Regions from separate parts of the Mus musculus genome. Here regions 2, 3, 4, 5, 6 and 7 are each linked to region 1. The links are chromatin contacts, called in public Hi-C, HiChIP or PLAC-seq and promoter capture Hi-C maps. All regions are on one chromosome and are shown on one strand. The core of a region is the stretch at or near the end of the contact, and the rest is flanking DNA. Distances in the headings are between cores, read along the strand shown. Region 1 holds the start of Sgta (small glutamine-rich tetratricopeptide repeat (TPR)-containing, alpha). Region 2 holds the start of Stk11 (serine/threonine kinase 11). Region 3 holds the start of Atp5d (ATP synthase, H+ transporting, mitochondrial F1 complex, delta subunit). Region 4 holds the start of Dazap1 (DAZ associated protein 1). Region 5 holds the start of Rps15 (ribosomal protein S15). Region 6 holds the start of 2310011J03Rik (RIKEN cDNA 2310011J03 gene). Region 7 holds the start of Adamtsl5 (ADAMTS-like 5).

Evidence for each region. Promoter capture Hi-C pulls out the DNA fragments that hold promoters and counts their contacts. Hi-C and Micro-C count contacts between places; a contact is called where the count stands out from the background. HiChIP or PLAC-seq counts read pairs in DNA pulled down with a chosen protein or histone mark. Capture Hi-C pulls out chosen DNA fragments and counts their contacts.
Region 2: a contact with region 1 is called in a promoter capture Hi-C map of erythroid cells, with 2.8 times the contacts expected there. The contact joins the promoter of Stk11 here to the promoter of Sgta in region 1. A contact is called at or near these places in 1 of 39 promoter capture datasets (erythroid cells) and 1 of 115 datasets of contacts at active chromatin or transcription factors (microglia).
Region 3: a contact with region 1 is called in a promoter capture Hi-C map of liver, with 4 times the contacts expected there. The contact joins the promoter of Atp5d here to the promoter of Sgta in region 1. A contact is called at or near these places in 2 of 39 promoter capture datasets (fetal liver and liver), 1 of 115 datasets of contacts at active chromatin or transcription factors (bone marrow-derived macrophages) and 1 of 9 other capture datasets (macrophages).
Region 4: a contact with region 1 is called in a Hi-C map of B cells, with 9 read pairs. The contact joins the promoter of Dazap1 here to the promoter of Sgta in region 1. A contact is called at or near these places in 1 of 39 promoter capture datasets (hematopoietic stem and progenitor cells), 1 of 484 Hi-C or Micro-C datasets (B cells), 1 of 115 datasets of contacts at active chromatin or transcription factors (pancreatic cancer cells) and 2 of 9 other capture datasets (adipose tissue and liver).
Region 5: a contact with region 1 is called in a promoter capture Hi-C map of hematopoietic stem and progenitor cells, with 4 times the contacts expected there. The contact joins the promoter of Rps15 here to the promoter of Sgta in region 1. A contact is called at or near these places in 11 of 39 promoter capture datasets (the C10 cell line, embryonic stem cells, epiblast stem cells and 7 more).
Region 6: a contact with region 1 is called in an H3K27ac HiChIP or PLAC-seq map of double positive thymocytes, with 5 read pairs. The contact joins the promoter of 2310011J03Rik here to the promoter of Sgta in region 1. A contact is called at or near these places in 1 of 484 Hi-C or Micro-C datasets (muscle stem cells), 2 of 115 datasets of contacts at active chromatin or transcription factors (bone marrow-derived macrophages and double positive thymocytes) and 2 of 9 other capture datasets (adipose tissue and liver).
Region 7: a promoter capture Hi-C map of adipose tissue shows a contact between it and region 1, with 2.4 times the contacts expected there. The contact joins the promoter of Adamtsl5 here to the promoter of Sgta in region 1. A contact is called at or near these places in 3 of 39 promoter capture datasets (hippocampal neurons, liver and pre-B cells), 1 of 115 datasets of contacts at active chromatin or transcription factors (pancreatic cancer cells) and 1 of 9 other capture datasets (adipose tissue).

Annotation. Positions count from the first base shown.
Region 1 is chr10:81,058,387-81,062,040 of GRCm38.p6, reverse strand. Sgta (small glutamine-rich tetratricopeptide repeat (TPR)-containing, alpha) reads left to right here and starts at 1,770. Exons shown (of 12, transcript NM_001358550.1): 1 at 1,770-1,913.
Region 2 is chr10:80,113,737-80,117,390 of GRCm38.p6, reverse strand. It overlaps Stk11 (serine/threonine kinase 11), which reads right to left and starts at 1,596. Exons shown (of 10, transcript NM_011492.5): 1 at 484-1,596. The coding sequence starts at 773.
Region 3 is chr10:80,140,428-80,144,081 of GRCm38.p6, reverse strand. It overlaps Atp5d (ATP synthase, H+ transporting, mitochondrial F1 complex, delta subunit), which reads right to left and starts at 1,767. Exons shown (of 4, transcript NM_025313.2): 1 at 1,476-1,767; 2 at 97-250. The coding sequence starts at 1,616.
Region 4 is chr10:80,263,164-80,266,817 of GRCm38.p6, reverse strand. It overlaps Dazap1 (DAZ associated protein 1), which reads right to left and starts at 1,804. Exons shown (of 12, transcript NM_133188.3): 1 at 1,640-1,804. The coding sequence starts at 1,668.
Region 5 is chr10:80,290,477-80,294,130 of GRCm38.p6, reverse strand. Rps15 (ribosomal protein S15) reads right to left here and starts at 1,700. Exons shown (of 4, transcript NM_009091.2): 1 at 1,648-1,700; 2 at 1,271-1,356; 3 at 255-489; 4 at 17-164. The coding sequence starts at 1,650. The coding sequence ends at 51.
Region 6 is chr10:80,318,442-80,322,095 of GRCm38.p6, reverse strand. 2310011J03Rik (RIKEN cDNA 2310011J03 gene) reads left to right here and starts at 1,548. Exons shown (of 2, transcript NM_025521.3): 1 at 1,548-1,913; 2 at 2,549-3,654. The coding sequence starts at 1,784. The coding sequence ends at 2,748. Pcsk4 (proprotein convertase subtilisin/kexin type 4) reads left to right here. Exons shown (of 15, transcript NM_008793.2): 14 at 1-15; 15 at 145-813. The coding sequence ends at 290.
Region 7 is chr10:80,346,683-80,350,336 of GRCm38.p6, reverse strand. It overlaps Adamtsl5 (ADAMTS-like 5), which reads left to right and starts at 1,889. Exons shown (of 13, transcript NM_001285435.1): 1 at 1,889-1,981; 2 at 2,712-2,780.

The DNA of each region.
Region 1 (3,654 bases), core at 521-3,020:
ACTAAGTTTGGTAATTATAACTACGCCATGTCAAAGGTGGGGTGTGTGCAGAGGATTGGCAGGATCACAGCATATCATATCAGCACTTGGACACTGATGCAGGGGGATGGACAGAGTTCTTGCTTTTCTTTTCTGCTTCCAAGACAGGGTTTCTCTGTGTGGCCCTGGCTGTCCTGGAACTCACAGAGATCCTCCTGCCTCTGCCTACTGAGCGCTGGGATTACAGGCCTGTGCCACCATGGCCCACCTGGAATTCCATAAATTTAAGGTCAACCTGAGCTACATAGTAAGACATGGTAAAATGAAAATAGGAGAGATAGTTCAATGGTTAAGAGTACATATTGCAAACTGGGTAGTGCAGTTTTAGCCCAACCTTGCCTACGGTATGAGACCCTGTCTCAAAGAAAATAAAAAAAGTAGAGTACATACAGCTTTTGCAGAGGGCCTGAATTGCACTGCACCCAACTCTAGCCTTGGGGATTCCATGCCCTCTTCTGATTTTTATAGGCACTGTATTCCCATGCAGACACCCACACATAGACATCCACATAATTCAAAAGTAAAGATAAGTTGGTTTTATTTATTTTTATTTATTAATTTTTTTTTTGGTTTTTCGAGACAGGGTTTCTCTGTATAGCCCTGGCTGTCCTGGAACTCACTTTGTAGAGCAGGCTGGCCTGGAACTCAGAAATCTGCCTGCCTCTGGCTCCCGAGTGCTGGGATTAAAGGCGTGCGCTACCACGCCCGACCTGTTTTTATTTTTATTTTTATTTTTTTATTTATTTTTGGTTTTTTGAGACAGGGTTTCTCTGTGTAGCCCTGGCTGTCCTGGAACTCGCTCTGTAGACCAGGCTGGCCTCGAACTCATCCCGAGTGCTGGGATTAAAGGCGTGGGCCACCACGCCCGGCTCCTGTTTTTATTTTTTGAGACAGGTTTTTCTGTGTAGCTTTGGCTATCCTTTGTAGACAAGGCTTGCCTCAAACTCACCGCGATTCCCCCGCCTCTCCAGTGCTGAGATTAAAGGCGAGCACCACCACTGTCTGGCTGCTAATCTTTGTTTTTCTTTTAGGCATCAGAAAGAAGTTGGGGTGTGCAAAAGATAAGTTTGTAAATAGGTTTTAAATATAAAAATAAGTGAAGTAGATTGTTTAGTGGTTAATCACACTTACTGCTTTCACAGAAAGTGGGATATGCCAGTTTCCAAGATGGGCGAAGTGGATGAAGAGTTCCGGGCCAGGCTGGGCTCGTAGTATTGTCATTTTAAAAAAAGGAAAAAGAAAAAAAAAATTACGAAAACAGGGGGCTGGTGAGATGGCTCAGCAGGTAAGAGCACTGACTGCTCTTCCAAAGGTCCTGAGTTCAAATCCCAGCAACCACATGGTGGCTCACAACCATCCACAATGAGATCCGATGCCCTCTTCTGGTGTGTCTGAAGACAGCTACAGTGTACCTACATATAAAAATAAATAAATCTTTAAAAAAAAAAATTACGAAAACAGAACCAAAAACTTCATAGCATCAGTTAGTGGCTTTGATTCAGATTTGTCTTGCTGAAAGCAGCTAGATCACGTGACAGACTCCATACCACGTGGTCTGCCTTGGTGCCTCAGGGGTCCGCCGCCGCCCCACCGTGCTTTAGGCCTGACCCGCTTGGTGACTGTCAGACTAACTTCCGGTTTTCCTGATGCCTCCAGAGGGCAGTTTCCATAACAACCAGCTTGTGACCCCCCTCTTCGCGTGACGTCACTTCTGTTTTAGAGCGAAGGGTGCACTTGAGCGCATGCGCAAAAGGAAACCTACACAGGAAATGGTTTTTTTCTGCGCAGGCGTCTTGGTCCTGAGGGCGGAGCTTGGCTGCGCCGCGGTGCGCAGGCGCAGCCGTCGGTGGGTCGGGTCTTCGGTCGACTGAGAGGTGAGGCTGGGGGCTCCGCCGTGCCCCGTATGGGCGTCGGGGGTCTGTGGGTTTAGCTTCGCTGTGCTCGGGAGCCCCTGGGACAAAGGTGGCTTGTGATCCGGACTTCTGCTCTCTTCGGGGTCACGTGAGCGGGCGGCGCAGAGAGGAAACTGAGGCAGACAGCGTCCCAACCCACCCCCACCCCTCGTCGCTTTTTCTCACGAAAAGGTCAGCGTTTAGGTGTGTGTGGGGCGGATCTCAGTTTTCTCGGGGCCCCTAAGGTCTAAGACCCTCTTACATTGCCATTCCTCACCCTGGTGACCTTGCTTAGCCTGTTGCCTGCCCACAGCCTCAGTTTTCCTCTTCTGTACAATGGACGTTGTCACCATTGTCTGAGCAGTTGTGGGTGCTCCTTCCCATTGGGAGGGTGTGTTTGATTTTGGTGCCAAAGGTAGGTAGTGTGTGGGTTTGAAGGGCAGAGGGCCAGCTGTGCATGCTAGGGCAAATAGCTTGACCTCTCTGAGGAGGAGTTTTCTTAAAACAATGGTAAGGCAGGTGTGCTGACACATGGGCAGAGGCAGGAGTATCGTGGGACTTCCATGCTAGCAAGGACTACATACTTTGTCTCAGAAAACGAAACAACCAAAAGCAAAGACTCGAGCAAATAGTCTAGAACTTTGGTCCACAACCTATAATCCAGTCTTTCAATTGAGAGGGGGAGACAGCTGGATCGCGGGGAGTGAGTTCAGGCCCAGCCTTGGATACCTAACACGGTGGAGGTAGCTGGACCACAACGTGAGACCCTGTCTGAAAATGAAATCGACATAATTAATAGTTTGTTTGTTTTGAGACAAAGTCTTTATCTGTCTCTGGCTGTCCTGGAACTCACTATGTGAGCCAGGCTGGCCTCAGCGCCACCTCTGCCAGGACTGTAGGTGCCACCACCTCATCTGGCATCATAATTAACGTAAAAAGGATGTCAGTCTGGGCCCGTTTAGTTGTAAGCTGGGCTTGCTGGCTGTCATCCCAGCTTGTAGGAGGCTGAATCGGGAGGATGGAAGTGAAGTTCAAGGCTATGTTGGGCTACATGGTGAAATCCTCTTGTCTCAAAAGCCAGGTTGTAGTGGTGTCCGACTTTGATCCCAGCACTCAGGAGGCAGAGGCAGGAGGAGCTCTCAGAGTTCGAGGCCAGCCTCTGGTCTACAGAATGAGTTCCAGGACAGCCAGGTTGCAGAGTGAGACCCTGTCCTGAAAAACCAAAACCAAAAATGAAATGTTAGCAACAACAAAAACAAAGAAAGTCAGTTGAAATTGTTATGTCTCTGTGTCTGTCACCTGGACATTAATTGTCCTAAGGTCCATTAGCAGAGGTCTGTTAGCCTCTGTGGTGGCTGGTGAAGGCACACGTTCCCCACCAGTTGATTGAGATGACTTTCCTGTTTTGTCCCTCTGTGGTCATTTATTTGATCAGTCTTTCCTTTTATTGGTCATTCTCATCCACAGGGACAGTGTATGGGGATGTTTGTGATCGGTGTGACTGAAGGGGCTTCTGATGTGACACTGACACTGGGTGGGGGTCAGGAACATTGCCCACAGAACAGTGCTTCTGTTGGGGAAACAACTCAGTGAGCAACATGCTTGGCATGAGGGTCTGAGTTCAATTCCCTGTGGATTCCCCATGGAAAAAGCTGGGTGAGAGTGCTGGGGGCACTTGTAATTTCAGTGTGTGTGTGGGGGAGCACAAGATAGGCAGATACCG
Region 2 (3,654 bases), core at 347-2,846, 940 kb after region 1:
CCAAGCCTAGCAGGCGATAAAGAGTCCCCACGGGCCAACGACGCCAACTACGCGCACGACACCGCAGGGACCTGCGCAAGCACTGGCCGGCTACCCCCCCCACCCCCTTCACCATTATTTTTGGCCCCACCGGTTCCCTCTAGCTGCGTAAACAAACTAGCCACCCGCCTGGCAACGCCCGCCAAAGAAGCCAGGCGCGACTTGCGCCAGGACCTGGCCCAAAGAGGGGGGCTGGAGGCGCAGTTGGCTGCACGACCTCCTGCTAGGACAGTCCTGCAGGCTGCCCTAACATACAGACCCCACGAGGTGACGCTCAGGGATAGATGGGGTAGATAAGGCAGTAAAAGGAAAGAGATGAAAAAGGAGGAAGGAAATGAGAAGAGAAAACGGTTAGAGGAAAGAGAAGAGCCAGAAAGTAGGAGGAAGGGCTGCCCAAGGAGCTCAAGGCAGCGCCCGCGTCGGCCCCAGGCCCTTGGCACCTACTTCTTGACGTTGGCCTCTCCATTGGGGATCCTGCGCAGCTTTTTCTTCTTGAGGATCTTGACCGCCCTGCGGCATAAGGTCTCGGAGTCCAGCACCTCCTTCACCTTGCCGTACGAGCCCTCCCCGAGCAGGTCCCCCATCAGGTACTTGCCGATGAGCTTGGCGCGTTTGCGGCGCGGCTGGTAGATTACCTCGGTGGAGTCGATGCGGTGGATGAAGGTGTCCATGCCCACCGACATCAGCTCGCCCTCGGAGAAAAGGCCCAACGGCTCGGGGTCCGCCACGTCCATCCTGGCCCACTCTTTGTCCTCGTCCCCTTCGGGAGCGCCAATTCTTTTCAAGTTCGAATTCCCCCCCCCCCACCCGCTTCTTCCAAATGTTCCAAGAAGGGGAAAAAAGGAACGGGGAAAAACAGGAACGACCTCCACAACTCTCCCGGTCCCCACAACCGGGTCCACGTCCGCTTCCTGGGCGCCAATTCTTCACTTTTGATTTTCCCCTTTTCTTCTAGGTGCTCAGGGAGAAAAAAAATGAAAATAAGAATGAAAAAAAAAAAAGCAATGAGCCCCCCCAACCCTCGCGTCCCCCCAATTCGGGTCCCCGGGGACGCTGCTTCCGACGGAGGCGACGGTCCGCCGTCGCGGCGCGCGGGCCGCTAGGTCATGTTCGCCACTTGGGCCCCGCGCTCAGGGGCCCAGGCGGCCGCGTCGAGGCCGGTCCGCGCCGTCCATGTCCGGCCCGCGCCGAAGCCGCGCGCGGCCCCTTAGTTCTACGACTTCTCGGGGCGCAGACTCCACCCGGACGCGGGACACCGGGACACCCGCAAGTCGCGGACACGAAATCCGGACAGGAAATCTTCCGGGGACCGAGGGGGGAAAAAAACCACCCCAGGCGGCGCGTCCCCCTCGCCGCCTAGCCGCCGCGCGACAGGCAGGAGGCCGGAGCGGCGAGGGGGGAATCGAACTCCAGGCAGAAAGATGCTGCCCGCGAGAGACAACTCCACGCCGGCGCCGCCCTCGGCGACTCGCGCCTCACTCGCGGACGCCGTGAGCCGCCTCCCCTTTCCTAGACCGACACGCCGCCGCCATCTTGTTTACCGCCCTGCGCCGCGCCGTCGTCGCACGTCGCAACGGTGGACACGCCCCCTCGCGGAGCCGACGTGCGCGGCAGTTGGCTGTAGCTTTAGGCCCCACCTTTCGGACCCGCCTCAATCGCCAACGAGGATTGGGCTATTTGGATCTAGGTGGGCGCCCGAGCTGACATTGGACAGTTCGGGTTCCATCTGAGAAGGCGTGATCTAAATTCTCATTGGTTGTCTGAGACGCCCGTCAATGGGAGTAAGCAAGCGACTGTAAGGGAGCGGCCGTGGGCTGTGGCTTCAAGCCCCGCCCCTCAGTGGTTGGCCCTGGTGTGTGGGGGCGGGACTTTATTTGCCAGTGGCTGTCGCAGACGCCCGTCAGCAAGCGCGACGGGCCAGCGAAACCTCTGGGCTGGCTGTGGTGACCTCGGAGTTTCGGGCCTCCGGTTAGAGTTCACGCGCGTCAACGTCCTCCGGGGAACGGCCGCGACTGGAGGCATGGGGGAGGGTGGAGAGAGAGGCTCGTGGATCCCTAAAGAGATCCAGCCCAGGCTTGCTCTTAACGGCCTTGGGGGAGGGGTCAAAGGTCAAAAAGTAGCCCAAAGTCGACACTCCCGAACCTGAAGCCTTAATGTAGCGCCTCTGAGATCCATGGCATAGAGAGGAGCGTTTCCTGTGCAAAATAAGAGCAGCTGGGCTGGTGAGATGGCTCAGAGGTTGCGGGCGATTGACGTCAAATCTGACTTCATGAGTTCGATCCCCGTAAGTTCACAAGGTGGCTAGAGTGAAATGCCTCCCTCAGGCTGTCTCTGAACCTAGGGACTCCGTGGTAGGCGCGCGCGCGCACACACACAACACAGAATTTTAAATAACAGTTATCAAAAAAGGTGGCTGGGTAAGACGTCGCCGCTGGCCTCAACTCACCTGCTGCAGTGTTTTTGGGTGGTTAATCTAATTATTTTTATCTGTGCCCTTTTTTAACTGCACGAATAAAAAATAAGGGTTGGAGTATGATTGAGGGACGAGTGCTCACCCTGCCTGACTCCCTCTACACACAAGTTTACGCACAGGCCGGTTACAAGGTCCATAGATCCGTGAGTCTATGGTTCCCTCCGAGGCCACTAGGGGGCGGGGTGTACTGCCAGGAGAGTCCTGGGGGAGGGAGAGACCTAGACTCCAGGAAAGGTGGGAAAAGTGCTTGCTCTACATGTGTTCAGCCTTCAGGACTTAAAAGGAGGAGAGAACTGACTTATGCAAGCACATAAATTAAGAAAAAAGATCAGAGAAACAGACGTGAAGACAGAAATCCAGGGAAAACACAGACTAGACAAACAGAGTCAGGCTGGATGGAGGGACAGGTCAGGGGTGAAGAGCACTGGCTGCTCTCCTGAGCACACAGGTTTGCTGGCCAGCACCCACATCACACAGGGAGACTCTGGAGTTTCACCTCCATTTCATTGCTCTGACATTGCCTTAAACTATGGCAGTGATAAGGAAGTCTCCTCCTCCACCTCCACCCTTCCCCTGACAGACTCCAAGGACAGATCCAGAAAGAGTCAGGGGCAATAGACAACATTCTGTTTCTACCCGATCTGTACCTGAGCTCCCCCAGTGTGACAGCCTCTCATGTCCCCAAGACATTACCCTGAATTCTCTGACGGGAAGAGTTATCACTCTGGTGAGAACTCTGGGTCAGAGATATAGTTAGAAGTATTTAGAGATTTATCATATTTACCTGTGTGTATGTCTGTCACATTCAGGACCCCACTGAGGCCTCAGATACCTTGGAAATGGTGTTGCAAATAGTTGTGACCAGGCATGTGAGAGTGCTGAGAACCAAAACTGTGACTTCCAGTAGAGCAGCTACTTTGTAAATTTGGGAACTCAGTACCACTTCAATAACATGAATTATCCCTGAGAGGCCGCAGATTCCAGACCATAGAAGCACAATGGGAATGGTGCCTGGGGTGGGGGGTGGGGTAGAAGCCACCAGGAGGGAAAACTTCAGACTAAAGATGAAGCCTGCAGCCAGGCTGTTTCCATCCCTGCTGCCACATACGTCACACTTACAGGAGGCTCAGGCGGTGGCAGGA
Region 3 (3,654 bases), core at 518-3,017, 920 kb after region 1:
ACATCTTTGTCATGGCAGGCTGGGCAAGCTTCTTCCCTTTGCTTTCTCCCTGCCCTTCTCAAACCTGAACGTCTATGCATCCTGGGCCACACTCACCAAAGTACTTAGTCGTGGTGCCGTCTTCTGTGTGAACCACTACCAGCCCAGGCCGTAGGACCTGTAGTGTGGGGACATGGGATGCCAAGATGCCAAAGGCTCCAGTCAGCGTAGGCACGTCCACTTGCTTGACGTTGGCACTGTCAAAGAACACCTGCAGAGAGTGTACACCATGGGGTAGGCATTATCCCATGCCTGCTGTACAGTGGGCACAGAGAGGATGGAATTCTGATGGGACACAGACACTACCAAGAGCTGACATTAGACTCAGCTTGCTCACCTGTGAAATGTCTATGTCTAAAAGAGTGTCTAGAAGAGGTGACTGAAACAGAGGGCAATGCAGTGTAGTGCAGCGTGCTGATCCAGCCCCTGGTATGGGGTTTCTGAGAAACCCAAAGGCTGTCTCACAACCACTCAGGAAGTTGCTATGAGGTAGTCAAAAGTGTAAAACCAACCCAGGCTTACAAATAGCATGGCTGTAAGTTGGTAAAACCTTGGCTAAGGTCTATCCAATTAAGGATATTAGGTCCAGGGCTGGAGAGATGGCTCAGTGGGTAAGAGCACTTCCGAAGGTCCTGAGTTCAAATCTCAGCAACCACATGGTGGCTCACAACCACCCATAATGAGAACTGATGCCCTCTTCTGGTTTGTCTGAAAACAAACAGTTTACTTACATACAATAAATAAGTAAATCTTTAAAGAAAAAAAAAAAAAAGGATATTTGGTCCAGGCAAACCCAACAGGATGAGGAGCTTCGGTCAATCCCAGGTGACCCCAACAGTGGCCAGGCTTCTGTTCTGAGTCCAAATCTCCTTCAGGATCTGGGTCCAGGCAATTTCCAAGAGCTCCAGGTCTGGGTACTGGTGACCCCTATCTGGGCAACAGCTTGGGGACTTGGGGAATCCCCCACGGGTAGAAACTGTGAGCCATGTAAAACCCAAAGGCATTGCTCTGTGCTCCATTGTTCATCCTAGCTCCAAGTGACACCACCTAAGCCTTGAGTAGAGCCTGGGGTTCATATCAATCTCGGGTACAACACCCAAGGACAGGGCCTGAGTGACCACCACCAAGGTGTAGAGCCTAGAACACCCCAAAACAGAAGGGTTTGTGAAGGCAAAATCTGGGTTCCAGATATAGGTGATCCACCTCCCAGAGGGTGGAGTCTTATGTCCAGGTGACGCCCTTAGGGGTGGAGCATGAAGTTTCAGTGAACACTGAGGTCGAGCCCTGGGTCCAGGTGACCCCATCCAGGGGTGAGGTCTGGGGTGGGGGGAGGTTCACAGGGCCCCATGGGGATGAAACAAATGACCTAATACAAGAGAACCTCTTCCACGGGTCAGATCAGGGGCTTGACGAGTCTGGGGGATGTGAGTTCGTACCTGCGTCGGGGAGGCAAAGGTGAAGGACATCTGTCCGGGCCCGGCGGCGGGGGCAGGTGCAGCGGCGGCCTCGGCGTATGTACGCGCCTGAAGCATCAGGCGGCGCAGGCCCGGGTGACGAAGCAGTGAGGCGGGCAACATGGTGGCGGAAAAGTCAGTGGACTCTAGCTTCGCGGGCGGCCGACACACTGGGCAAGCGAGGCGGCCTTCAGGGAGGGAGAAGGACGACGCGCGGTGCCTTCTGGGAGGCGCAGTTCCCACAAGAACGCACGCGCACAGGATTCTCCGAAGGCTGCGCGATGCAGTACGCGCTGAGCATTCTGGGAGGTATACTTTCCCTTGGCCCCACCCCTTGCAGTGATGCCTAGAAGTGGGATCCTCCTATGCCGGGTGGGTCATTCTGGGAATTGTAGTTTTCTTCGCCTTCTAACAGCAAACGACTCTGGGTTCTTGGGATGCGGTTCTTTCTGCAAACGAACATATTCCCTCAGGAGGGGAATGTTTGCGCGGAAATGATATGGGCTTGATATCAGGTGCCAAGCATTCGAGGCCCAGAAGAAGCAAACCTGTAACGTGTTGGAACAGAAGAATTAAAATGTAGAGTGCGGTGACACACTCTTGCAATCCCCGCACTCGGAACAACCTATTTCCAAAAGTGCATCAAATATAGATGGGCAGTGGTGGCGCGTGCCTTTATTCCCAGCACTTGGGAGGCAGAGGCAGGCGGCTTTCTGAGTTTGAGACCAGCCTGGTCTACAGAGTGAGTTCCAGGACAGCCAACAGCCAGGATTATACAGAAAAATCCTATCTCGAAACACACACACACACACACACACACACACACACACACACACATATATATATATGCATATGCCAGGCGCAGTTAATCCCAACTCCCCGGAGGAAGACTCAAGCGGGGCTCCATGAGTTTGAGACCAACCAGGACTACATCATGAGAAGCTGCTAAATAAATAATTAAATTTCATGATGCCCGCTGCGGTGCGTGCTGGGGAGAGGTCGTGCCAGGAAAGAAGTGCACCGGATGGCGGCAGAGGGCGCGCGAAACCTGGAGATGTACTCGCTCTTCTCCGCAGTCCCCTCCCTGCGGGCCTCCGCCCCTGCGTGCCACTGACGCAGGAGCCCGTGCGCAGGCGGCCAAGGGGCCCCACTGACGCCAGTCTTGTCCGCGCAGCCTCGCTCTCGGTCATGACGTCATCACCCTGCCCCCGCACTCACGCAGGTTCCGGCCTCCGCTCAGCTCTTGGTCCCCATGCCCCACCACGTAGGTTCACAGAAAATGCAGGCATAGGCTTGATGGGGCAAACAGAAGGAAAGCCATTAGCTTTGTTGGATCTTAGAGGAGCAGCTGGCAGCTAGAGGGTCGTGGTCACCCTTGAACCAGAGCCTGGCAGATGCAAGACTACAAGCTAGACTACAAACTTATTCTACTAACTAGAGACTCTGGCACGCAGACCTGCTCAAAAGCCAGCAGTCCTGGCCTTAATCAATCTCTATGAGAGACACCTAGTTCCCAGTCTCTATAATCTGGACAGTTTCCCTGGGCAGTGGGCAGCTAGAAACCCCATTCCCTTCCCTACTCCAGCTCTTAAACAGATACACACGCGCGCGCGCACACACACACACACACACACACACACACACACACACACACACACACCCATACCCGTCCCAGGATCCCATATCTACTCAAATGCTCCATGAAGTAAGAACTCAACGCTAGAAAGATCATGCTTGTCCGGTGGTGAGTGTCCTCTTCCTACCCCCATGGCCACTGTGCCTTACCAGACAAGTCTTCTAAAAACTAAACCTAGGGTGCTGGAGAGATAGTTCAGAGATCAGCAACGAGCACTGTTCTTCCAAGAGACGTGTGCTTCATTCTCAGTGCCCATGGGGGACAGCTAACAGTTGCCTGTAGCTTCAGAAGATCTGACATCCTCCTCTGACCTTCAAAGGCATGTAAATTCACGACCCCCCCCCCCAGAATATTTAGTATTTGGAAAATCCATGTGTTCTGACACACTCATGAGCTTGAGACCAACCTGGTTGGGTTCGGAAGTCTATCCTGGTAGTGCAGGCCAGCCTCGGGTCTGTGGATTAATCCCCTTCACTGAAATGAAAAGGAGGATGGTGTCCTGGAAGTCAGTGTAAGCGACCCACC
Region 4 (3,654 bases), core at 555-3,054, 800 kb after region 1:
GCACCTTCTAGGCCTCACTGGCTCAGGGTCTCCAATTATCTTTTAGAGTATTCCTGAGTCCTGCGCCTCCTCCTGGTATTCTCCCAGCCCCCTGAATTAGCCTTTCAGGCCTCTCTAGCTCCTTAACTATCCTTTGGGGTTCCCCCAAATCTCCACTGGGCTCTTCTCGACTCTGTAACTCCTGTTGGAGGTCCCCCTAGCCTTCTGAACTACCCCGTATGGTCTCCCTACCCTATTTCCTTAACCACAATTATGGCTTATGGTCTCCCACAGAGCTAAGGGTCTCTCTTGGAATTCCCTCAGCCCTCTGAACTATCCTTTAGTATCTCCCGACCTCACAGCTCAACCTCAGGGGTCCCCTATACCTTAATATAGCCTTTGGGAGGGTCCTTCAAACCCTTATTCTATAGGGCCTTCCCAACCACCTTATCCACATAACCCTCCAGCTCTCTTTTGGAGTCCTCTTCCTTCTCCTTCTCCTTCTTCTTCTTTTTTTGTTTTTCGAGACAGGGTTTCTCTGTGTAGCCCTGGCTGTCCTGGAACTCACTTTGTAGACCAGACTGGCCTCGAACTCAGAAATCCACCTGCCTCTGCTTCCCAAGTGCTGGGATTAAAGGCGTGCGCCATCACCGCCCAGCTCTGGGGTCCTCTTCTAACTCCTGTGAAGGACTCAGCACCTTGAGTTATCTTTTGGGGTCTCCCGACACCAACTTTTCAGTGTTCCCAAATTCCTTTAATTTTATCAGAGGGGGGCGTCTCCCCGACACCCAGGCTCTACTTAGGGTCCCTCTAACATCTGAACTATCCTTTAGTGTCCCTCAGTCTCCTGATTTGATGGTCACCTTAATTCCTGAAATCTGGAGAATCCCACAACCTCCAAAATTATCATTTGAAGACTCCTTGACCCCAAACTCCACTTAGGAAGCTCCAACATCCTGATCTGTTCTTTGTGATCTCCTCATCCCTGCGCTTTTACTAGATAACCCCAGCACCCTAATCTTTCGGGGTACCTCTCAGATCCCCGCGTTATCCCATGCGGTCTCTCTGAGTTGTAATCTATACTTTGGGGTTCCTCGGCACCCATAACCTAATTTATTTGACCTATGTATTCTTTAGGGTGTCTCAGCATCCTTAATCTATTTTACAGGGTTTCCATTACCTGTGATCTAGCTTTTAGAATTCAACTCCCCAGAGCAACTCTATGGGGTCTCTCTGCTCTATAATCTATTCTTTGGAGATCCCTCAGTTTCACCATTCTAATACTTAGGGTTCACAAGGACCCTGGTCCATTTTTGTAATCTCCCTGGTACTTAGAATCTATGAGAGATCTCTCAGCACCCCTAATTATCCTACATTACCTTCCTGACTTCAAGGATCCACTTAAGGGTCTTCAACACCCTGATTTATCATTTCAGGGTCTCTCAGTCCGGTGAGTTATCCTATGGGATGCCCCTGACCCGTGAACCTTCATTTAGGGTTTCTCTGGCTCGTGAGTTATCACCTTGGGTCCCTTCAGTTACCCATGGGCTGCCTTTGGGGCGACCCCCCAGCACCCCGGCTCTCCTCTAAAGTCCCGGCCCGGCCGGTCCGGCACCCCGGCCTCCCTCGCTCTGGGCCTGGCCCGGCTCCACAGCCTCACCCGATTTCGTCGGCGCCCGCGCTGTTCATGGCGCCCCGTCCCGGCCCGCTGCGCCCCGCTCCTCCGGAAGGTCACCGCTCGTCCCTCCCCGCAGCCGCGGCCCGGATCTGCGCAACGGCGGCGGCGCTGAGCCTCCTCCCTCCGCGCCAACGGTCGCTGCGCGTCCCCGCGCCTCCGCGCCTCCGCCCTGCGCACGCCCGGGCGCGCTCCCGCACGGGGCCTCCGGGGGCGGGGCCAGGGGCGCGCCGCGCGTGCGTGCCCGCTTGCGAGAGGGACGCAGAGCTCTGCGCCTGCGCAACACGGACAACCGAGACATGCGTTTCCGCCCTGTCGAATCTAATCCTTCTGGGAAATGCAGTCCTCTGCATTATCTGGCCTTCAGAAGGCGCGCGGAGGGAGACAGCCACGTGCGTGCGTACGCGTGCATGCGGCGCCGGGCGTTCATGGCGCGCGCAGGCGCAGACGCGGGTTCCCCTTTATCCACTCGCGAATCTTGGTCTTGCGTGGGGGCTTGCGAGGGGAAAAAGTCTAAGATGCCCCTCAGAGGCCGGTGCATAAAGCAGGCTGCACGTTCATGCTCTGAACTGTGTCACCTCCCGCTCTTCCTTTTTCGCAGATGATACACTGGGTCACAAAGGCTGACTCACCTGTCCAAGGTCATTCAGTTAAGGCTCGATTGGGTTCAAAGTAAAAATTAACCAAGTTCAATAGTTACTAAGAAAAAGTAAAAACAAAAAAACATTGTCCCTAGTACCACTAACATGGACAGCCACACTCTTACTACTATCTATTGTCTGCAGCTGACTTCTCACTTGGATAATCTGCCTTTCCTCTCATAACCAGTTCCCTGTCTCAAAAAGGTATATAAAGCTGGGCAGTGGTGGCGCACACCTTTAAACCCAGCATTTGGGAGGCAGAGGCAGGTGGATTTCTGAGTTCAAGGCCAGCCTGGTCTACAGAGTGAGTCCCAGGACAGGCAGGGCTACACAGAGAAACCCTGTCTCGAGAAAACAAAACAAACAATAATAATAATAATAATAATAATAATAATAACAACAACAACAACAACAACAACAACATAATAAGTAAGTGAATAAAACGATGTAATGGCTCAGTTTGTTGAGCATCTTTCTAGGCTAAAGAGCTGGGTTCCATCCCCAGACTACTTAAAACAGTCATGGCAGTGCAAACCTGTCATCCCAGCGCTCAGGTTGGAGAGGAAGACTGGGAATTCAAGGTCAGCCTCCCTTGGTCAGCTATATAGTGAACTAGAAGCCAGCTGAGGTACACAAGACTTTCTCAAACAAAAACCAAAACATACATACAAGCAAACAAACAAAGCCTGAAGCAGGGCAGTATTGGTGCACACTTTTAAACCCAGCACTTGGGAGGCAGAGACAGGCTGATCTCTGTGAATTAAGTACAGCTAATATACAGAGTGAGTTCCAGGACAGCCAGGACTACACAGAGAAACCCTGTCTAAAAGGAGAAGGAGAAGGAGAAGAAGAAAAAGAAGAGAAGGAGGAGGAGGAAAAGGAGGAGGAGAAGGAGGAGGAGAAGAAGGAGGAGGAGAAGAAGAAGAAGAAGAAGAAGAAGAAGAAGAAGAAGAAGAAGAAGAAGAAGAAGAAGAAGAAGAAGAAGACGACGACTTTGAATTTGAGAGTGACCTGGGTCCTAGTCTCTATGTCAGTAGAACATAATATAATAACAGCAAAGTATAACAAGCAACAATTCATTTCTGTGCTGGGTATAACAGCTCAGATTATAAAAAACAGTCCAAAGCTTTTGTTTGGAGACAGAGTCTTCCTATGTAGCCCCAATTGTCCTGGAACTCATAGAGATCTTGCTGTCGCTGACTCTGGAGTGCTGAGATGACAAAGCTACCCATTTTCTGCTTTAATTAGACCACATGAGATCATCAGAAGGCCACTCAGAGGAGTGGCGCAGTGGACCTAGAATTCAGTGGGGGAAGTGCTCTCCTGGCAGGCACAATGCCCAAGACCCTTCATGAGCTG
Region 5 (3,654 bases), core at 451-2,950, 770 kb after region 1:
AAACAAAAACCCAGAATCCAGGGACCAAAACCAGTCTTTATTGGCCTCGGCTACTTGAGGGGGATGAATCGGGAGGAGTGGGTGGCACCGATCCCGGGCCGGCCGTGCTTCACGGGTTTGTAGGTGATGGAGAACTCGCCCAGGTAGTGGCCGATCATCTCTGGCTGCAGGTTGAGAGGAGGAAGCAGAGTGGTGTGAGCAGCTTTGGCACAGAGAAAAGCCACCCACCCAGCCACTCCCGGACCACAACTCACTTTGATCTCCACCTGGTTGAAGGTCTTGCCGTTGTACACGCCCACCATGCTACCCACCATCTCCGGCAGGATGATCATGTCCCTCAGGTGCGTCTTCACCACCTCAGGCTTCTCCATGGGTGGTGCCTCCTTTTTGGCCTTTCTCAAGCGCTTGAGCAGTGAGTGTTGCTTCCGCCGAAGACCACGGTTCAGGCGCCTCCTCTGGCGGGCGCTGTACAGCTGCATCAGTTGCTCACTGTGGGAGAAGGGGGTGGTTTGGAGACCCGGGGACAGCATGCTGCGCCAGCACTGCTCCATTTCTTTCACACCCAGAAAGGAACATGCCGGGAGCTCACTAAAGACAAGTCCTCCATAGCACTGCCGTCAACCTTCAGGGCACAACCCTCTAAAATGAATCCACCAGCTTCCACAGGCAGTGACGTAAGCCGAGATCAAACCTTTTCCTTTGACAGCCCACCCAGACAAATTACCTATCCGTGGTTGATTTTCCCCAAGGTCACAGGGAGGCCTGTGAGCCCAGTCAGCGGGAGACTGAGGCAAGGTAGTTCTGTCTACATAAGACTGTCGAACACTGCACAACTGTAGCAGGGGCCGAGTTGAGGTCACAATCTAGAGCGCTTGCCTAGGAGGCTAGGACGCCCCGAGTTTGATGCTCTGCACCGTGATGGTGACCCAAACATTAGGGAGGTTGAGAGGATCAGGAGTTCGAGGAGAGCCTGGGCTACACGGGTCCCTTTTTTTTTTTCCGACTCAAGAGTTTCTCTGTGTAGCCCTGGCTGTCCTGGAACTCGCTCTGCAGACCAGGCTGGCCTCGAACTCAGAATTCCCCTGCCTCTGCCTCCCAAGTGCTGGGATTAAGTCGTGCGCCACCATTGCCCGGCACTCGAGACCCTTCCTTGCCTCTCCCATGTGACATGTGCAAAGGTTCTGGCTCTATTTCCAGCACCACCCACAGAAAAGGAAAATGTACAAACGGGCCAGCGACCCGGCGGGACTAAGGTGACGGGGCCTCTTACTAGGACATGTCGAGCAGTTGGTCGAGGTCTACGCCACGGTAGGTGAACTTGCGGAAGGTGCGCTTCTTCTTCTGCTCCACTTCGGCCTGCGTGAGCGCGAGTCGGGGTTAGCAGGGGCTCGGCAACCTTACCCGGGAGCCCAGGGACCTGAGCTGCGCGAGCCGCGCTCCTCTAAGCTACGGCGGACGGGCGAGGGGACACACAGCCCCGCGGCCGCCCGCAGCCATCCGGGCCCTTCCGCACCCGCCATCCGCAGTCTCCGGGCACCCGAGCACATCGCTACATCCCCAGGCAGCGAGTCCAGAGTCTTGCGAAAGGGCCCCGGGAGGATGGCGACGGATACCCGGGAGCACAGACCGCCGTGCACGAATACTCACCATCTTGGCGGTTACTCGGAAAAGGAAGTACGGGCTGCGCTTGCGCAGTTATCGCGAGCTCTGCCGGGAGGGCCCGCCTCCACCGCTCAACAGCTTCCGCTCTGCGGATACTCGCCATTGCCCCCCGCTGTCCGGAGGCCAGAGCAAAAGCGCCGCTACCCTCCGGAGGGGCGTGGCTCCCTTTGGGGTTTTTGTTAGTGTGTCTGTCTCTCTGTCCCTGGTTTTCTTTGTCTTCTCTGTCTCTGTGTTTCTGCCTCTCTCATGTACAAGGTCTCAAGCAGTGATTCTCAACCCGTGGGTCACAGCCTCTTTGGAGGTGGCATATCAGATATCCTGCATATCAGATATTTACAATTATGATTCCTAATAGCAAAATATATACATACATTTTTGGGGGAGACGGAGGTTCAAGACAGGGACTCTGTGTAGGCCTGGCTGTCCTGAAACTCGCTCTGTAGAACAGGCTGGCCAGAGGCTAATCCCAAGTGCTGGGATTAAAGGCGTGAGCTACCACCTCCAGGCTGTCTGCTTTTCTTGTGGGATGTGTGAGCCTACCACCTCAAAAGTGAGTGGTTAATTAGAAGACAACTTGGAGAGATCAGTGCTCTCTTTCCACCATCCTGGGACTTGGCTTTAGACTCCCTGACCCAGTGAGTGTTTCGTTTTATAATAAAATAGAAGCCAGGTGTGATGGCACAAGTCTTTGTCTTTTTTTTGTTTTGTTTTTTCGAGACAGGGTTTCTCTGTATAGCCCTGGCTGTCCTGGAACTCACTTTGTAGACCAGGCTGGCCTCTAACTCAGAAATCCACCTGCCTCTGCCTCCCAAGTGCTGGGATTAAAGGCGTGTGCCACCACGCCCGGCAAGTCTTTGTCTTTAATCCCAGCTCTTGGGCTACACAGAGAAACCCTATCTCAAAAAACGAAAAACCAGAGAGAGAGAGAGAGAGAGAGAGAGAGAGAGAGAATATGAATGAATGTTGGAAAGGAAGCCGCATTTTCTATTTTTGTTTTGTTTTGTTTTGTTTTTCAAGACAGGGTTTCTCTGTGTAGCCCTGGCTGTCCTGGAACTCAATCTGTAGACCAGGCTGGCCTTGAACTCAGAAATCCGCCTGCCTCTGCCTCCCAAATGCTGGGATTAAAGGTGTGCACCACCACGCCCAGCTCCAACATTTTCTCTCTTATCTAGTGTTGGGGGTTGGAAGGCTAGGAGGAAAAAGGTGGAGAAGGATGGAAGAAAAAGAAGCCCACGAAGTAGCAAAGTCCAGCAGAGGCACGTGTAGCACACAGAAGGCAGAGCGGTCTGTGAATTCCAGGCCAGCCAGGGATGCATAGAAAGACCATCCCTGTCTTTAAAGAGAGAGGAGAGGTAGGACAGTAGTGGCCAGGACAGCCAGGGCTGCATAGAGAAACATCATGTGAAAAAACCAAGCCGGGCATGGTGGCGCACGCCTTTAATTCCAGTACTCTGGAGGCAGAGGCAGGTGGATTTCTGAGTTTGAGGCCAGCCTGGTCTACAAAGTGAGTTCCAGGACAGCCAGGGCTATACAGAGAAACCCTGTCTCGAAAAACCAAAAAAAAAAAAAAAGAGAATACTCCCTTGGGCCGGGCGGTGGTGGCACACACCTTTAATCCCAGCTCTTGGGAGGCAGAGGCAGGCAGATTTCTGAGTTCAAGGCCAGCCTGGTCTACAGAGTGAGTTCCAGGACAGCCAGGGCTACACAGGGAAGCCCTGTCTGGATAAAAACAAAACAAAACAAGAAAGGTCTGATTATAGTTGAGTGCACATGGATGCTGGCACTGGGGCTAGGTACACTAGATCCCTTGGAGCTGGAGTTAAGACAGTTGTTTCTCCATCTACCTTCCCCACATAAGGTTTTTGTTTTTGTTTTTTGATTTTTTTTGGTGGTGGTGGGGGTTAAGGGGTTTATAGAGATCATGCTGGCCTCAAATTCATAGCTCCAATTGTCTTTGTCTCCTTAGGGCCCTCCTGAGGCTTTGCATAATTT
Region 6 (3,654 bases), core at 299-2,798, 740 kb after region 1:
AGGGGCTGTGCCAGGGTGAGTGGCCGCAGCGCATGGTCACTTGTTGGGTGAGGAGGCGCAGCGGCCCGGAATGGGCAGGTGGGCACCGGCTGCACCCACCAGCTGCAGCCTCACTCCTTCTGTTTCCATGTTGTCCCTATGCAGAAAGTCACAGTCCCCTCTCCATCCTGGCAGGACTCTGCCTCATCTCCAGCCAGCAGTGGTGGTGGCTCTACAGCCACCCACAGCAGCCAGTGACCGAAGGACAGGCCAGCTGTCACCCTCCTGTTACACCTGCTGCAGCAGCCTGAGCAGCGACTACACTGCCTGTCCCCTGTCCCTTGTGTTGGGAGAGCTCCAGAGCCCCTCCAAGGCTTGCCACCTCTGGTGGCCCCCCAGCTACCAGTCTTGGGCCATGGTGCTGGCTCTGCTGGCCAGGGCCTTTGGGAGGCCCCTCGGCTTGAGGAAGGCCCACCTGCCCCAGGCTAGATACCCCAGTGCCCAAAACCATGCATGCACAGATCCCTGGAGGCTGGAGAGCCAGAGATGCCTGGCTGTCAGGACAGAAGGCCGGTACCCCAAGGTCCTGCTCTCAGGCTGGAAGAGAAGCCTGCCCCAGAAGGCCAGGGCAGAGCAGCTGCATGGGTCAGGTGACAGCCCACCGCTCAGCCTCAGCTGCTCCCAGTGGAAGAGATGTGTCCTTACTCATTTTGGAGCAGGTACAGTGGGCAAGAGGTCAGACCACAGCCACCAATCATCTGCCCCTTCCCTGTCTCCAAGCCATCCATAGCCCCATGTCTAACCTCATAGTTGCCAAATAAAAGTTAAACAGAAGATGTCGAGTTTATGGTGTCCTTGAGGGTAGGGTGGGCCCCTGGAGGAATAAGGACCCACAGAGGAAGACTGCTCTGAGCCCAGATCTGCCAAGTGCTGAATTACCATACAGCCATGAACAGGAAGCTAGCTCGCTCCCCCATCCCCCACTGGTTTTTTTTTTTTTTTTTTTTTTTTTTTGGTTTTTCGAGACAGGATTTCTCTGTTTAGCCCTGGCTGTCCTGGAACTCACTTTGTAGACCAGGCTGGCCTCAAAAATCTACCTGCCTCTGCCTCCCGAGTGCTGGGATTAAAGGCGTGCGCCACCACTGCCCGGCTTTCCCACTGCTCTTTTGAGACAGGGTCTCACTGTGTAGTCCTGGCTGTTCTGGGATTCCCCATATTGACCAAGATGATCTTGAACTCACAGAGGTCTGCCTGCCTCTGCCTCACAGTACTGAGATTAAAGTACTGAGTTAAAGGTCTACCACAAGGAAGCAAAGCCTGTGGCTAGGTTCCATCCAGCATTTATTGAGCGCCCACTGTGTACCTGGCAATGGTTGTACACTGATTACTCTCGAAATCACGTTCACCCCTTTCCTCCCACCACACGCGGTGAAGGAGGGCAGAGTTCCTTCTGATCTTACTGGATAGCAACTAGGAGCATCTAGGCTTAGGGCTCTTTAAGACGGGGGAGGGGTTTCGCGAGGCGTGGCGCTGGAGTGGACCGGAAGTGCCGGAACGTAGTGGCGTTCAAGCAGGAAGCGGAAGCGGTGGCGGCCGCCTAGGTTCTTGGAACGAAGATAGGCAGCGGGGTGTTCCAAGAGCAAACTGGCGCGGAGATCGAGCCAAACTCCGAGGTTCCGGGAGGAGGGAAAGCGAGACGGGGTAGGGACCTCGGCGCAGGTCTGTAAGGGGTGCGTAGGAGTTCGCGAGGTGGGCGGGCCGAGCCGAAAGTGGACCCCCAGTTAGCGCGCGCTCCACCTACAAGATGAACTCCAAGGCGAAGAAACGCGTGGTACTGCCCACTCGCCCCGCGCCTCCCACGGTGGAGCAGATCCTGGAGGACGTGCGAGGGGCACCCGCTCAAGATCCTGTTTTCACTGCCCTGGCCCCGGAAGGTAGGAGAACGTGAGACTCCCGAGTGGGGAGCAAACCGACTGCAGGGACGAATCTTTTTTGTCCCTGCCCTTCTCTTCCCCTGCAAAGAAAGATCATCAGAAATAAAATTGAAAGTGCTCCGAACTCTTGGGAGGCAGAGGCAGGCGGATTTTTGAGTTCGAGGCCAGCCTGGTCTACAGACTGAGTTCCAGGACAGCCAGGGCTACACAGAGAAACCTTGTCTCGAAAAACAAAAACAAAAAAAAGTTGAAAGTGCTGCCAACCCGGGTCTAGGGCAAGAGGATTGCTGTGAGTTCAAGACCTTGTCTCAGAGGGGCGTGGCCAGCTGCTCCTACAAATTAATGGGGGGCCAGAGTACTTGCAGGGGCCATATCTGCGACTCCTGGCCTAGGATCCAGGAATCCAGGCAGTCCTGGGTAGAACGGCAGGCCAGGGTGGCTGGAGGTGTCCTGTCCTCTCCATGACACCAAAACCTGAAACTGAGTCTTGTTTTCTAGTGCCTAATAGGCCTATATAGCCCAGGCTGGCCTCGAACTCACCATGTAGCCAAGGATGACCTTGAACCACTGATCCTCTTGCCTCTGGGTTGGTGGATGTCAGGCCTGGGGATGGTGACACTGTTTCTTCTCTTCAGACCCCCCAGACCCATCCCCAAGGGCTGAGGACTCTGAGATCCAGCAGGAGCAGATCTACCAACAGAGCCGGGCCTACGTGGCTATGAATGAGAGGCTGCGGCAGGCGGGGGAAGCTCTGAGACAGAAGTTCGATGGCCTTCGGCAAGCTGGTCAGCGGCTGGAACAGGATATCAGCCAGGTGACTTCAGCCACCTCCTAGAGCCGAAGTTACACCTGATGTCCTTGGTCCAGGCCTGGGCACCTAGCAACCAGAGGCTCTGGGTCAACATTTGCTGTCCCAACCCTGGCCCGGGGAGACCCAGTGGCCCACCTTGCCAGCTAGCAGCTTTGTTCCCTCTTCCATCCTTAATGGCCTCTAATTCATGATGGGACTTAGGGACATGGCCACCTCCTCATTATGGGGACACTGGCCTAAATTGCATCAAGGACTTGATTGCAGGTCGGGGCTCAAAGCCAGTCTGCCCCATAGTGACCGGTGTGCTCTTCTGTCCCATGTCACCCTGGGCAGTGAAGGTCTTCATCCCCAGCATCCACAGCAGGCCAGCCACTGGCATCTTGGTTGAGAGAATGGGCTAGCTGCACGCTTCATAGAGCCTGGCTCAGGCCCTCTAGGGCTACACTGCCTTCTCAGTTCTCCCTGGGGCCGGGGAGACTCATCAAGGGAGTTTCCATTCTGGGGAGCCCAGGGGTCCAAGAGGAACTCAAAGGCCAGGTCCCTGTGTGTGGTGAATGTTGCCCCTTCTGGATCTGGGGTTTAGTTTGCCTTCTTGCAGAAGACCCACCACTCTTGGGGTGGCTGGACTTTAGTTCTGGAAGATTAAAGATGTTTGATGCCTGAACACAGTTCTCCCTTAAGCCAGGCTAGATCACTGGGTACCCAAGCCCCCTGCCACCCCTTGGCAGCTCAGGCGCTAGCTACCACACCTGCCTCCTTGGGTCCCAAGCTGGCTGGAACTGTTTTGTCAGAAGTGGCCTTAGCTTGTGGCTACATCATTCCTGACACTCCACATTCCTGGCGGTCACGGGGTCCAACTTGCCCTGACCAGTGCAGCTTGGACTCCTGGTCCCCACCTCCACCATGACACCTCCACCACAAATGACCAGT
Region 7 (3,654 bases), core at 640-3,139, 710 kb after region 1:
TTTTGACGGGTGCCGGCTTCACTGCGATAGTCTGCTTTAGGAAAACTGGGGAAAGAGCCATGTTCACTGGACACACTCTCTTCAGAGCGTAGTGTCTACTGTAGGCAGTGGCTGCACAGCAAAGTGCCTACTGTATGCTATCCCTGCAAGGGAGAGGGCCTATTGTACATATGCACCTATTGTATATACTGTGAGCTATATGCTCGCTCTGCCAGACACAGTGTTTCCTGCACACTTGTATCATGAAGGACGGGGCACCTAATGTATACTCCCCTTCAGTGCCTACTATGTGCACTACCTGGATAGTATATCTGTTGCATATTTTCTCCTGTAAATCTATGTCTGCTGTATATCCTCCATGCAGAGTGCATGCCTACTGTATACCAGGACAGAGTGCATGCCTACTGTATACCAGAACAGAACTCCTACTGCACGGGCCCCTCTCTCTCCCTAACACGGTCCTCATCTTTGCTTTGCTGAGGTCCCTTCCTTTCACAGCAGGACGTCAGGATTGTCTCTCATTCTCCTGCTGACCCTGGCTAGGCCACCCTTGCCTCTAGCCCCTTTAGTGGTTATATGTTCTGTAGGGGTTCTCCTCACAGCCCATGCCTGGCCTTAGCATCTTTTCTTCAACAGGATGATGGGTGTCAGAAATCGGAGTCATGGCCATGCATGGCCACCTCCCCACACTGGGCTTGGCTGCTGGGCCATAGCTGTGTGCACACAGTGACTTGCATAATAATGTCACGGAGTGGTCACACTCAGAGATGTTTCCAGCGGCTGTCCTGTGCTGAGCCCTGTCCAGAGGACCTCCCTGAGGCAGGTGTATACAGCAGACACTGTCCTCTATGTGTAGTAAATACTGCAGGCAGTCTGCTTTTCAGGGAGTGCATACAGCAGGCACCGTGCCCTGTGAGGAAAGCGGGCCAGAGGTCAGCCAGGTGGGCTTCCTAGAGGAGGCGAGTTCAGCGCCCAGGAATAGCATGGTCCACACAGCACTGATCATCGCAGTGCGGCGTCCTTCTGCCCGGCTGCCGGGAGGCTACACGAAGGCGATGGGGTCAGGGGGTCCACAAGAGGCTGGCAGAGTGCCGGGAATGGGAAACTGAGGCGGAGGGCTTGAGGCCAAAACCAGTGGAGAGAAGCAGCACTGGCGTCCAGGCCTAGAGGGCGGGACCGGGTGGAGCATTGGTGACGGCAGCGCCTGGGAATGTGGGGCAGGGAGGGTCCCTCCGCCCCCAGCGGGCGCGCGGGGCCTCGTGAGGGGATGCTTGGGACTCGAGTGAGGAGTCGGGGGGCGGGGGGGGTGGAGATGCGAACCAAGGCAGGAAGGTCTAACTGGGGAATGATGTGGACCAGCGTGGAGAGGTCTAATTGGGGGTAACAGGGACGGGGTGGGAAGTCCCAGTTGCAGGGATGATGGAGACCTGGGTTGGGGTCCCAGGGATTGTTGGGACAGAGCTAGGAGCCTGGCCTGAGTGGGTGATGGGGATGAGGAGAGGAAATCTGGCGTATCTGGCTGCGGGGTGCTACGGAGCAGGACGGGGTACTGAGAGTGAGAGGGCGCCCTGGCATGGACTATCCCACCCCAAGCCCCAGCGCTAGGCACATTCCCTGGCCCTGAGCGCGGCGCCCGGAATAGCAGTCCAGTCACCCCCGCGCACCGCCCCGCAGCTGCACTTCCCAAGGTCACTGGCACCCAGGATATCAGGACCAACGCTGGGCCGCTGAGCTGCGCTGTCAGACACAGTAGGTCAGCCCCCTGCCGCAGGTCCGGGCCCAACGCGTGCGCCCTCTCCTGCCGCACGAGGGCGCCCTTGGCCTGCGCCCTCGGTGACCCCAGCCTGGGCGCGCCTAGGAGGCCCGGGTGGGAGGGATCGACCGAGTTCGCAGTCCCGCACTTTGGGGCCCCGCCGCTTCCGCCAGTCCCCGGGGCGTCCCGGGGAAACTTGGACGTATTGCCTTGGGCTCTCAGCAGATGGTAAGTCCCTCTTCCCATCCTGCCACTATTCCACCCGGTGTGGCGGCGGGGATGAGATTGGTTTCTTTCCCTGCTCGGAGCGAAAGCAGCAATCCCTAGGATGGTGGGTGAGTTTGGGGGTCGCACTTCCTACGGGATGGGACTGAAACTCAGGAGACCGACACCCCAGTGACTGGTGCACCAATGCGGGAGAGGGATGCAGTGCTAGATGCGGTGCTCGGGAGAGGGCATTGACAGACATGGGTAGGAGCCCCCCTCACGAAGGGGGTTATGAGATGGCCTTCCCCAGCCTCCTTCTTCCTTCCTTCCCGGGACAGCCCAGTTTCTGGGCCCGCAGAAGGAAGGGTCCGGCGAGTGTCTTGAAGCAGTTCCCGTGAGTTTCCAATTTACAGCCATCTCGGTCCCAAGGTGTCCTAAAGGACATCAGATTGGCTGACAACCGGAGAGACCCTGGTTCCAGCCGGGCCGGGGTACTTTTGTCCTCCTTACCCCTTTTTCAGGTACCTGGACCCTGTGGGCTGCAGATCTTTGAGAGCCCGTGTGCCCTTCAGAGAGCCTGGCCCGGGCCCAGAAGGGACTCACTTCATCTTGGTTCCCTTCCCTCCTGGCTGGTCTTGCCAGGCTGGGATCACGAGGAGGAGGGCGTCGGCTGAGAATGACTTCATCCGGTCTCTACAGTTGGGGAAACTGAGACCTCCACTCAGCCCCACCCTGCTCTTCTTGTCCGCAGATCCTCTAGGCACCGCAGCCCGCAGCTCTGGCAGATGAGACCATGACCCACGTGTTGGCAGGAGGCCAGGTCAGCCGCCCAGCGCCTGCCACGGGGTGGGGTTGGGGGTGGGGAGGAGGTCCCTTAGGCTATGGGGTACCTGGGAGCACAGCGGTCCCCAGAGGCTGGGGGGCAGCTGGGAGGGGGACATCCATTCCACCCTGAGTTTCTGGATGAGCCTCCATTAATTATCCCTCTACAGGCTCTCAGAGACTCAGGGATGGGGTTCCGCGGGTTTTCACTGCACAGATGGGGAAACCGAGGCCTGGAGAAATGGAATGGTTGGTTCCTGGCCACCCAGGAAGGTAGATGAAAGGGGTGACTAAACTTGCAGCCACCTAAAAACTGTCCTTAAAGGATTCCTTGTGCATTATAAAAGAACACACTGGGGCTGGTGAGATGGCTCAGTGGGTAAGAGCACCCGACTGCTCTTCCAAAGGTCCTGAGTTCAAATCCCAGCAACCACATGGTGGCTCACAACCATCCGTAATGGGATCTGACTCCCTCTTCTGGAGTGTCTGAAGACAGCTACAGTGTACTTACATATAATAAATAAATAAAAATCTTTAAAAAAAAACAAAAACAAAATAAAAGAACACATTGTCTATAGGAAGAACTGATTAAGGTGGGTGTGTGGCAGTCCAGGACTAGCAACTTTGTCCCAGGAGGCTAAGGGAGGAGGATTTTTCAGAGTTTGAGCCTAGCCTGAGCTACAGATCAAGACTCCCATCTCAAAAGGAAAGCAGAAGCCTGTCCTAGAGCAAAAGCCCAGTGCCCACTGTCCAGGAGCTAGTAGGGGAGGCAGGAAGGTCACGAGTTCAAGGTTATCCTTAGCTACTCAGGAAGTTTAAGACCAACCTGGGCTACAAGACCCTATCTAAAAAAAAAATAAAAAAGAAAAAAA